2 separate regions of the Macaca mulatta genome follow, and region 1 is linked to region 2. A link is a contact called in public Hi-C data. All regions are on one chromosome and are shown on one strand. Each heading gives the region's core, a stretch centred on a gene start, on an enhancer-like site or on the middle of the called end of the contact. The rest is flanking DNA. Distances are from core to core; before and after follow the strand shown. Region 1 holds the start of MOB1B (MOB kinase activator 1B). Region 2 holds the start of DCK (deoxycytidine kinase).

The links. Hi-C and Micro-C count contacts between places; a contact is called where the count stands out from the background.
Region 1: a Hi-C map of fetal cortex germinal zone shows a contact between it and region 2, with 2.3 times the contacts expected there. The contact joins the promoter of MOB1B here to the promoter of DCK in region 2. A contact is called at or near these places in 2 of 14 Hi-C or Micro-C datasets (cortical neurons and fetal cortex germinal zone).

What each region holds. Positions count from the first base shown.
Region 1 is chr5:62,938,565-62,944,677 of T2T-MMU8v2.0, reverse strand. MOB1B (MOB kinase activator 1B) reads left to right here and starts at 3,424. Exons shown (of 6, transcript XM_015138566.3): 1 at 3,424-3,605. The coding sequence starts at 3,592.
Region 2 is chr5:62,851,744-62,857,794 of T2T-MMU8v2.0, reverse strand. It overlaps DCK (deoxycytidine kinase), which reads left to right and starts at 4,631. Exons shown (of 7, transcript NM_001257554.1): 1 at 4,631-4,776. The coding sequence starts at 4,686.

The DNA.
Region 1 (6,113 bases), core at 2,175-4,674, 88 kb before region 2:
CACATATATATATATATTTGCTTTTCTCTTTTTTTTTTTTTAATTTTACTTTAAGTTCTGGGATATATGTGCAGAAAGTGCAGGTTTGTTACATAGGTATACATGTGCCATGGCGGTTTGCTGTACCTATCAACCCCCATGGTGGTTAGATGCACCTATCAACCTGTCATCTAGGTTTTAAGCCCTGCATGCATTAGATATTTGTCCTAATGCTTTTCTTCCCTTTGCCCCTCACCCCAGTGACAGGCCCTGGTGTGTGATGTTCCCCTCCCTGTGTCCATGTGTTCTCATTGTTCAACTCCCACTTATGAGTGAGAACATGCAGTGTTTGCTTTCTGTTCTTGTGTTACTTTGCTGAGAATTATGGTTTCCAGCTTCATCCATGTTTCTGCAAAGGATATGAACTAATTCTTTTTTATGGTTGCATAGTATTCTATGGTGTATATGTGCCATATTTTTTTTTATCCAGTCTATCATTGATGGGCATTTGGGTTGGTTCCAAGTCTTTGCTGTTGTAAATAGTGCTGCAATAAACATATGTGTGCATGTGTCTTTATTCAAATGAATATTTAAAGAGCATATGCCCACTCCTGTTCTGTTCTGTACATGTTATAGTATAATTTCAATTCTTTGAAAAGTTGGATAGAACAGAAATTTTAATAATCTTGCTCTATAAACAAAAGGTTATTAGATTTTGGTCAGGAGAGTAGCTTCTTGAAATTGAAATTTTTGGAAGAATGTAGTAGGAAATGTAGACTGGTGAGGGAGAAACGATAATTATAAATATCTATTTGAATATAACCTCTTTTGATTCTGAAATTCCCAATGTTTTTGGCATACTGAATACTTTTATGTGACAGTCATCATTTGATTTAAAGTCTAAGCTGGAATCATATTGTGTATTATTAACCTGACACCTCCCTCACATTTAGGCCAATATATTTACGTTTTATCAGGTGTTAATTCCAGGCAACTCTCCTAGTGGTATGATAAAGAAATACTCAGAAGGTATTTTTGCAGATTTTTTCCTCTGCCAATGTTTTCCTCTATTCAGTGTCACAGGATACATCTAAATTATGTCAGACCAAAACTAAGGCTACCTAAGCCAAATCAGGGAGCAGTTTGGAAATGTGTGCCAGTAATTTGAAGGATGCCCCTGGCAGGAGAGAACTTTAGAACTGAAAGATACCTTAGAGATCATGTAATGATACAGGCTCTCACTTTAATTGGGCTAAAACTGAAGCTATAACAGGTCAACTCACTTACTCTTTCCAAAGATAATCAGTAACCTGGTAATGCAAGTCTTACTTTCAGAAGACCCTTAAAAGAATTATACAGGGCTGGGCGTGGTGGCTCACACCTGTAATCCCAACACACTGGGAGGCCGAGGCGGGCAGATCACGAGGTCAGGAGTTCGAGACCAGCCTGGCCAACATAGTGGAACCCCGTCTCTACTAAAAATTCAAAAATTAGCTGGGTGTGGTGGCACACACTGGTAATCCCTGCTACTTTGGAGGCTGAGGCAGGAGAACTGCTTGAACCCAGGAGGCAGAGGTTGCAGTGAGCCGAGATCATGCCACTGGACTCCAGCCTGGGTGACAGAGTGAGACTCCATCTTGAAAAAAAAAAAAAGATTTATACAGTAAGTCAGTACCATATCAATATTTGGAGCACAGGGTTTTATATCATAAATCTATTCTTTTCATTAAGATAAATCCTCCTCTTTCTTCTTTTTAGGGAATCTTTAAAATATTTTTTAATTTAAAGTTCCAGGATACATGTGCAGGACATGCAGGTTTGTTACATAGGTAAACGTGTGCCATGGTGGTTTGCTGCACCTATGAACCTATCACCTAGGTATTAAGCTCTGCATGCATCAGCTATTTATCCTGATCTGGTAATCTTTTGAGCCTGTAAGTTTTCTCATTCCAGTAATTTCTTTTCTTCCTGAGATAGTGCAAGATTCTAGTATTTTCTTCTATTAATTTTTTTTTTTTTTTTTTTTTTGAGACGGAGTCTCACTCTGTCACCCAGTGGGGAGTGCAGTGGTACGGTCTTTGCTCACTGCAACCTCTGCTTCCTGGGTTGGAGCAATTCTCCTGCCTCAGTCTCCCAAGTAGCTGGGATTACAGGTGTGTGCCACCATACCAGGCTAATTTTCGTATTTTTAGTAGAGACTGGGCTTGGCCATTGTCTTGAACTGGTCTTGAACTTTGGCTGGTCTTGAATTCCTTACCTCAGGTGACCCACCTACCTCGGCCTCCCAGAGTGCTGGGATTACAGGCATGAGCCACTGTGCCCGGCCTAAAAAGGTTTTTTTAAAAATTTTTTTAACCACTTTACCAACGTGCCAAATAATAGTGCATAAATGCAGTATAATACATTTCATATCTGTACCTACTTCAAAGTGTATTCTGCCCTTTGGAATAAGCCAAAGGTGAGCTAATATCTGCACATGATTTGTTTTGCTCAGATTCTTTGAAAACGTGTGGATTTCATGGGTGTTGTAAGAAGATGGACATCTTTTGGGTACTCACATTTCCCCCCTAAATTGGTAATGCTGTGGTGACATATTCAAGGTATGTGAAGGATTCTTAAACAGAATATAAAGGCTTGCCCTGGGCCCCATAACCCTGTGAGAATAAAAGTCCCTTTGCAAGTGGGTCTGAATAGCTTCTAGGATATTCTGTGCGTTAGAATGCTTACAAGCTTTGGCTCCCTTTACACCGATGACCACCCTACCTTGCTGGGTTCTGCGGTGAACTGAGCTCAGCTCTCCTCCTTGGCTCGCTTACTTTTCCCAGCTGCTGATGACAGCCTGGCTTGCCTGTTCAGGTAGTCACGGACCCTGACCTTCCCCTAGTTCAGGGTTTACAAATATTACCATAAAAAGACAGAGACCTTGAAAACCCATTTGATCCTTTTCCTCCAAGCCATTCCAACCTGATGAAACTCCCTCCTGTTTTTAAGTGGTAGCACAGCAAGATGCCACCACCTTTCACCGCCCTTGGCCGGGCACTCACTGTGGGCCTAACTCCGGTGGTAATTCCATCCCTCACTGCGGGACCCTGACATCTCGGAGCGGAAGCCCACTTCCCCCCTAACCTCCGGAGCCCAGCTGAGCGTCTCCCAGCGCTCTGCCACGACCCCTAACCGGGTAGACAGGGGGGCCGGGCGGCCCCTGCGCACACGCTGGGCGTGGTCCCTGGCAGCAGAGAGGACCAGAAGGTGAGCGACCCCAGGCCGCAGCCAGACGGGAGGGGTGGGCTTGCACCGCTATCGCGAGAGCTCGTGAGGTGGGGGCGGCCGGGAGCTGGGGAGGGGCACGCGGAGAGCCTGCAGCCCTGCCCCGCCTCCCTTTCCTTCCCCTCCCCTGGAGTGATTCAAGACGAGCGCTACCCACTTCCGCCCCCTCCGCCTGCCATTGGAACTAGCTGAGCCGAACTAGTTGCGGCCACCGAGCAACCAGGTCTCCGCACCTCCTCCTCCGCCTCCCTGTCTCCTGTTCCATTTGCGTTTTCTCTCCTTTCCTGGCCGACGCCGCTCCGAGGCCTCGCAACCGCCGAGCCTGCAGCCTGCACCGCGGCCAACATGAGCTTCTTGTTGTGAGTAGCCAGGCCCCGCACGCGCCGGCTTTGTTCGGGTGGACCTGGGCCCCCGCCCGCTGCCCGCTGCCCGCTGCCCTCCGCCCGGCGTCCGCCGCCCACCCTCGTCCCGACCCTCCTGGCCCCGCGCTGCCCGGGCCGGGCGTCACCACCAAGCGGGGCCCCGGGACTGCGCGGAGCGCTCCAACTAGTCTAACCACCGCCTCCCCATCGGGCTTCGAGTACGCGTGGGCTCCTCCAGCCCTGAGGAGGTTCTTTCCCCCTGGCACACCCCGGGGCCAGCGCCTGGATTCCTTCATCACCCCCGTCTCTGCCCTCGCTCGCATTCCCGGGCTTGTTTGCGCGCTTCTCGTGTGTATCTCCCACTGTCCTGCACAACCCGTATCCAACCAGTGCCCGGTCGAAGGGCTCCGTCGCGGCTGCCCAATGCTCTTTTCTGGGTCCCAAGCACAGAAGATAGACTGTCGTACTTTCCCCCGTCATCCCAGGACCCTTTTAACTTCCTCTCTCGTCTTAGGGCTGGGAAGTTGGGATGACAAGTTCTGTACTTGTAACACTGAAACAAGGCTGCTTGCGGGTCGGGATCCCTTGGACACAGACTGGGGTCCCCAGGAAAGGGGTCTGGAGCCGCCTCCTTGCTTCCTCGAGGCGCCCTTCTTGCCAGAGTACTTTCCTGAAGAAGGCGAGTTTTACCTTTTTAGACAACCAGCAAATAGGTTTTGGATAGTGTACCCTGCTAGGTTGATTAGGTTCTCTGGGGAGTTGTTTGGAAAATCATTTGTAAATGCCAACTTTGGCGTCATATTTAGTGCTGGTCATTATTTCACTTACTTATCGTTTGTTCCAGACGAGTGGGGGGAACGTGGAGAGGGAAGGGCAGAAGGATGGGATGGCCAGATGTGGATATGGAGGCAGTAGATAAGCCTCAGGTCGTCTGAAAACAGGGGTTACACCCTGAGGAATAACTCCTTTGAAGGCTTCGTTGTGATGCACTCATTCCATGTTTAGTCTGTGTTTAGAAAACTAATAAAAACTCAGAGGTTGAAACTCATCCCATATATACTCTTTTACTGTTGTGGAGAAATTAGCATTTAAAGATTATTTTCTTATGATTTCCTTTCTTTCCTTGACTAATAATTTTTAGTTATTACATTGACGTCTGAATACTGAGAATTTAATTCACCCTTCTTTTCTTTTTTTTTTTTTTTGAGATGGAGTCTCACTCTGTCGCCCAGGCTGGAGTGCAGTAGCGCGGTCTCGGCTCACTGCAAACTCCGCCTCCTGGGTTCACGTCTCAGCCTCCCGAGTAGCTGGGACTACAGGCACCCGCCACCACGCCCGAAACGGGGTTTCACCATGTTCGCCAGGATGGTCTCGATTTCCTGACCTCGTGATCCACCTGCCTCGGCCTCCCAAAGTGTTGGGATTACAGGCGGGAGCCACCGCGCCCTGCCAGTTCACCCTTATTTTCACATGCTCACATCTAGAATTTTTTTTTAGGGTGTTTAAGCAAAACTGAACAATCACAGAAGGCTGACCTAGGGGCAGACTTGCTATTTCCAATATGCATAGGGGACCCGGCATGTGTCAACTTGCCTAAAAGGTTTACACTGTGAAAGGGATTTCTTAGGCTCCTCCTAGAAGTTGATTCTGAGTTTGTCAGATTGACATAGGGCTAGATGACAGGACTGGGTGACTTTATAAAAAAGTCCTTGTTTCCTATTTTAATTCTTCTTTTCTTTTTTTTTTTTTTGAAACGGAGTCTCTGCTCTGTCACCCAGACTGGAGTGTGTGGTGGCGTGATCTCGGCTCACTGCAACCTCCGCCTGCCGGGTTCAAGCGGTTCTCCTGCCTTAGCCTCCTAAGTAGCTGGCACTACAGGCCGGCGCCACCACGCCTGGCTAATTTTTGTATTTTTTAGTAGAGATGGGGGTTTCACCATGTTGGCCAGGCTGGTCTCGAACTCCTGACTTCAAGTGATCTGTCCGCCTCGATCTCCCAAAATGCTGGGATTACAGACGTGAGCCACCGCGCCTGGGCAGTTTCTTGTTTTAGTTCTAATCACCATATTCAAGCATCTCAGCTTGAAGCTTCTCGTCTTGAGCTTAATTTTACATTGCTAATGTTTTTTTTTCAAGAATTTAGAAGCTGTATTCAAAATAGCGCTGTAGATGATGTCCATGACTACTGCTGATGGGCTTGTGTCTAGTAAGCTAAATTGGTTAAAGCAAGGCCGGGCACGGTGGCTGACGCCTGTAATCCCAGCACTTTGGGAGGCCAAGGCGGGCAGTTCATTAGGTCAGGAGTTCGAGATCAGCCTGGCCAATATGGTGAAACCCCATCTCTACTAAAAATACAAAAATTAGCTGGGTAAGGTGGCGTGCAGGTAGTCCCAGCTACTCGGGAGGTGGAGACAGGAGGATCACTTGAACCCGGGTGGTAGAGGTTGAAGTGAGATGAGATCGTGCCACTGCACTCCAGCCTGGGTGACAGAGCGAGACTCCATCT
Region 2 (6,051 bases), core at 3,382-5,881:
ATGTAGGGAAACCCCGTCTCTACTAAAAAATATATTAAAAAATTAGTCGGGCACAGGTGTGTGCCTGTAGTCCCAGCTACTCGGGAGGCTGAGGCAGGAGAATGGCGTGAACCCGGGAGGCGGAGCTTGCAGTGATCTGAGATCCGGCCACTGCACTCCAGCCTGGGTGACAGCGCGAGACTCCGTCTCAAAAAAAAAAAAAAAGAAATTGTACATGCTCCTATTACAGCATGATGAATACAGTGTCACATTTTCTTGATGACCTCAATCCACTTTACAAGCATGTAGCAAAACAGTTTTCTTTACTAAGCTATATACATCTGATGACTTCTATGCTCTTCTAGTATGTTATTTTGCTTTCAGATTTCAGATTTGCAGGAAGCACCCTGACTCCCACTCTTGCATTTATGATTGCTTCTGTACCCCGTTTTCTAGGCACTAATGAAGATTACAAGGGGAAATTTATAACCAACTTATTAAGTTGATAAAAATCATTTTACAGAAGTCATTGCGTTTGTGTAGACAAACTCATGGGCTGTGTAACCACTATTTACTATCAATGTTCAGGGTCTCTTATTTTTTCTTTTTATTATTTTCTGATTTGATTAAGTTTTCCTAATAAACCTGTATGTTGTCAGTCAGGACCCTGTCTCGTTCTTTAGTTAGACTAGAATTCCCATAGGAGAAAAAGAATTCCCAAATTGAAGGAGTAGTAAAATTTCTGGCAAGAAAGGATTAAGGTGGCAGCACACTCATGACTGGCTGGGTGCTCTGTGTCCTGTCTCTTATCTGCAGTTTCAAAACCTGAAAAGCTCAGAAAACCAAAGTTTTTTTTGTTGTTGTTGTTGTTTGTTTTTGAGACGGGGTCTCACTCTCTCACCCAGGCTGGAGTGCAGTGGCGTGATCTTGGCTTACTGCAACTTCCGCCTCCTGGGTTCAAGCGATTCTCCAGCCTCAGCCTCCCGAGTAGCTGGGATTACAGGCACACGCCCCCATGCCCGGCTAGTTTTTGTATCTTTAGTAGAGACAGGGTTTCGCCATGTTGGCCAGGCTGGTCTTGAACTCCTGACGCAGGTAATCTGTCTATCTTGGCCTCCCACAGTGTTGGGATTACAGGCATGAGCCACTGTGCTTGGCCCCAAAAGTTTTTTTTTTTTTTTTTTTGAATTTAGTGCAAACATAATCTGACCAGATGTTAATAGTCTTTATCCCACTTAATGTTAACACTCTTTATGTTTCACTGCAAAATATTAGTGCATTTCATTTAACACCTCTGCAGGGGGAGTGGGGGTGCTTACTTAATATATACAGTATATGCACTGTATTTCTTAACTTTGGATTCCAAATTTTATTTTTGAGATGGGGTCTTGCTGCTGTGTCACTCAGGCTGGCGTGCAGTGGTGCGATCATAGCTCACTAAAGCTAAAACTTTGCAGGCCCAAGCCATCCTCCCACCTCAGCCTCCCGTGTAGCTGGGACTACAGGTGCGTGGCACCACAACCAGCTAATTTTTGTATTTTTTCTGTGAGTTTCACCATGTTACCCTGGTTGGTCTCGAATTCCTGAGCTCAAGGAATCCACCTGCCGCAGCCTCCCAAAGTGCTGGGATTACAGGCATGAGCCACTGCACCCAGCCAGTTCCAAAGTTTTGAATTTCTTTTCTAAAAATCTTTTCTAGAAGTTTTAAATTCTGAAACATCTGGCTGCCAGGGTTTTAGATAAGAGATTGTGGACCAAAAATCAAGGTGTTTTGAAAAGTGCTTTTCCCTGTCTCTCCTTGTGTACCCCCAGGTCATGTAGGAAAATGGGAAATTATGCTGGACTTAATGCCAAAAAAAGCTAGATTCTTTGCTTCCCCCATTTACTTTGTTGTTACTTGAGACAGGGTCTCACTGGAGTACAGTGGCATGATCTTGGCTTACTGCAGCCTTGACTCCCTGGCTTCGGTAATTCTCCCACCTCAGCCTCCCAAATAGTTGGGACTACAGGCGCCCAGCTAATTTTTGTAGTTTTTGTAGAGACAGAGTTTTGCCATGTTGCCCAGGCTAGTCTCAAACTCCTGGGCTCAAGCGATTCACCCGCCTTGGCCTCCCACATTTGTATTTTTCAAAGTATACTCTTAAGCTTAGATGAATTCAAGTTTTCACAGCCAGAAACTGGTAGAACTGGTGTTTGACATCTTTCATTTTCCAGTGCTTAAACTCTTCATCATTTTAAGATACTTCCTGTGTGGGTCTTTTTTGTGGAAACCACACTTGGAGATTTCTACTCCTTGGAACCCCAAGCCTCTTTATGACATGCATCCAGGACCAGCTCTGCTTCCCTGTTGAATGTCTCAGAGACTTGCCTTCCTTCTCTCGGTAGCCGCCAGTATTACCATTTCATGAGTTTTCCCCCAAGCTTGGCGGTGGAATGTGATAGCTAGTAGCTTCCCCAGCACCTTTCTCCCAACTTCCTTGCTATACCTGATGACAACTATTCAGGCCTTTTCGATTCCTAGGATCTTGCTATTAATCACTATGGGGATAAGTAAAAGTAATACATACAAAATAATTGCATAACAGTAATATAGGGCAGTTACATAGAATGATACTTGCTGTTTAATCCTGGAAAATGTGATCGCCAAGGATTCAGATTTAATTTCTGCTCTTTATTTCTGAGGATGGAGTCACCATTTTCCCCTTTTGGCTACACATTTAGATCCTTTTCAGGTCTCATGGTAGTTGCAGTGTAAAAAAAGAATAGCAAGGCCTTTGGTTTCTGTAGACAATTTGGACCAGATAACTTCTAGACTGGGTAATATCCGGTTTATTAGTGTTACTGAATGGGAAGTCTTGACTCTGAATTGTCTGGGTTCTTGGCGTGTTGAAGAATTGAACAAAACGTAGAAACAAAGCAACAAAAGAAGGAAGCAACGAAAGACAAAGCAACAAAACGGAGTAACAAAAGCACAAAATTTATTGAAGCGAAGGAAGTCCTTCAAGAGTCCCAACTGCAGTGTTCTTAAGGTTTACTAGGCTAAAAGAATTTGATAGACCCCTAGGCAATTGATTACACCCTATGAAAGATTGGCCTGCGACCAATCAGAGGCTGAAATGGAGATGGCTGAGAAAAGCAGGCTGATGCGGAAACTTGTCTTTTTTTTTTTTTTTTTTGAGGCAGAGTCTCGCTCTGTCGCCCAGGCTGGAGTGCAGTGGCGCGATCTTGGCTCACTGCAAGCTCCGCCTCCCGGGTTCACGCCATTCTCCTGCCTCAGCCTCCAGAGTAGCTGGGACTACAGGCGCCCACCACCACGCCCGGCTAATTTTTTGTATTTTCGGTAGAGACGGGGTTTCACCGTGTTAGCCAGGATGGTCTCGATCTCCTGACCTCGTGATCCGCCCGCCTCGGTCTCCCAAAGTGCTGGATTACAGGCGTGAGCCACCACGCCCGGCGGAAACTTTTGTCTTGTAATCACAGGAGTGAAGGTGTGGCCTGTATGCTGCCTAGTCTTGCCTAGAACTGGCTGCACCTGCTGTTCTTTTGCTTATGCCTTAACCCTTGGTTACCCTAATTCCCTAGTCTCTTGCCTCATTAGGTCTTTACCCTGACTAAAAATGCACTCATCGAGCTGGGACAAATCCTACACTGCGTTTGTCCCAGCAGAGTACATGGCACATAAGTAGGCATTCAAAAATTCAACATACAGTACATTTTGTTACCTATGTGCCAGGTGTTAGGCAGGCTAACAGCCGAACAGAAACCTACCTACCCAACGTGCTAACTTCTATGCAGCATGGTCGTGCATCCAAATCAAATGGAAAGCGGTATGGGAGATCTGGAAAGGCTTCCCGTGGGTGGCATCTGACTACCTAAATTCCCATCCCAGTTTCACTTATTGACTTTGACACTTGGAACAAGCAGCCTCCCAGTGCCTGTTTTCCCACTAGTAGGTAAATGGGCTAATGACAGTATCTTCGCCACTAGACTGAATTAATGAAAAGCACATAGAGGAAGAGAGCCTGGCTCTCTAAGTGGGCAGTGCGATTCCCGAGGGCGGAACTTCGCTTCATAGTCTTCCTCTAGGCTGAGAAGCCAGGGTAAATCCATTTGATTTTCCTACCACACAGTGCCTTCTCCCCTGATGAGTTCAAATCTTTAAGTCTATCCAGTTCTGTCCAGACGCGTCTGTTCATCTCCAGCAGGCCCACTGGAGAGGCGGGTTTTCCAAAGCCTGGCACGGCCCACTGCAGATGACGCCCCCTGTCCTCCAATGCCCTCAGGCCTCTGGCGTCCACCCTTCCTCCCCACCCGACTCCGGAACCTCTTCCAGCGCCCCGCCCGGGCGCCTGGCTGCGAGGGTAGAGGCCTTCCGCCACACGCGCGGCCCCGCCCCGGCCTCCACGTGACGTGGCGTGCGAAGCGCCCATGCGGGGAGTCGCGCTGGAGGCGGGCTAGGGCCGAGGGGCAACCAGAGATCGGTGGGCTGAGGAGGGCGGGGCCACGCCACAGGCCCGCCCCTGTCCTCAGCTGCCTCCGCGCGCCAAAGTCAAACCCCGACACCCGCCGGCGGGCCTGTGAGCTCACTAGCGGACGGGGCAGGTCGGGATCTGCCTCGGCTGCGCCGCGAGCTCCAGTGCGCGTACCTGTGGCCGCCTCCCAGCCCTCTCTGCTGGACGCGCTCTGGGCCGCCACAAGACTAAGGAATGGCCACCCCGCCCAAGAGAAGCTGCCCGTCTCTCTCAGCCAGCTCTGAGGGGACCCGCATCAAGAAAATCTCCATCGAAGGGAACATCGGTAAGGAGCCTCCAGAAATGTGGGACGCAAGGCTGGGGTGTCGCGGCAGTGGCTGAAGCTTCCCTTCGCCGCATCTCTGTGCAGCTCCTCGGTGAGGGCTTTCCCTCCAGCCTGGCCGTGTGGACGCGCCCTCGGCTTCCTTTCCCACCCAGAGCTTCCTTCCCTTCCCTCCCGCGCCACGGGGTGACTGCGGTCCCCGGAGTCAGACTGGGCGCCAGGCCTGTGGTCTCTGTGAGGCGCGCTTTGAGCCTCTGCGCCCTCTTTGTTGGGAACTCGCAAAGGGAAGCGGGGGAAGGGTATCAGATTTCTTGAGGTGTAACTTACATTAAATTCACCCTTTTTAGGTGTACTCTTTTATGAGGTTTGACAAACATTATGCGTTTTACTATCACCACGATCGAAATACAGAACATTTTCATCACCTCAGAAAGTTCCTACCTGCTCCTTTGTAGTCAGCGCCCTCCACCCTTCCTATTCCCTGACACCCACTGATTTGATTTCTATCCCTGCAAGTGTTGCCTTTTCCAGAATGCCATATAAATGGAATCATAGGCTATATCGCCTTTTGTGTCTGGCGTCTTTCATTTAGCATAATGCTTTTGAAATTCATTCATGTTACTTGTGTGTGTAGTTTTTTTTTTTTTTTTTTTTTTTTATTGCTGAGTAGTATTCCATTGCATGGATGTACCATCGTTTATCGATTTTCTAGTTGTGGACCTCTGGGTTGTTTACAGTTTTTTAGCTATGTTATTACCGAAACATTATTTTAGCTATATTATTAACGAAACTCGAAACATTCGAGTACAAGAAAAGAGGTCTTTTATGATCTTAATAGCATGCAATTCCTCACCCCTTACTCCACATCCAAGTAAACATTGGATTATGATTCGAAGACCACTAACGTTTCTGTTAACTCAGATGGGGTGCTAAGACTAGGTCATTTTGCAAGATACACACCAACGTCCGATTCTTCTGTATTTCCAACCTCAGGAAACCTACCCCTGAAACTTCCTGTTTTGATAGATTTTTTTTTTTTTTAATTTTTTTAGCTCCAGGTTGGGTGCTGGTCATTCATGCATACAGCAAATTTTTAAAAATTCTTACCACATTCAAAGCACTGTACCTTCTTGAAAAAGACAAGGCAGGCAGATGCTTAGTATTCAAATCAATAGAAAAAAAATACATTCTCAAAGAGGACTTCTTATTTCATTGCTCCATAATTAAGGCACCAGTAGAAAGACCATATACTATACTTAGCAATGTAAGTTATTTGAC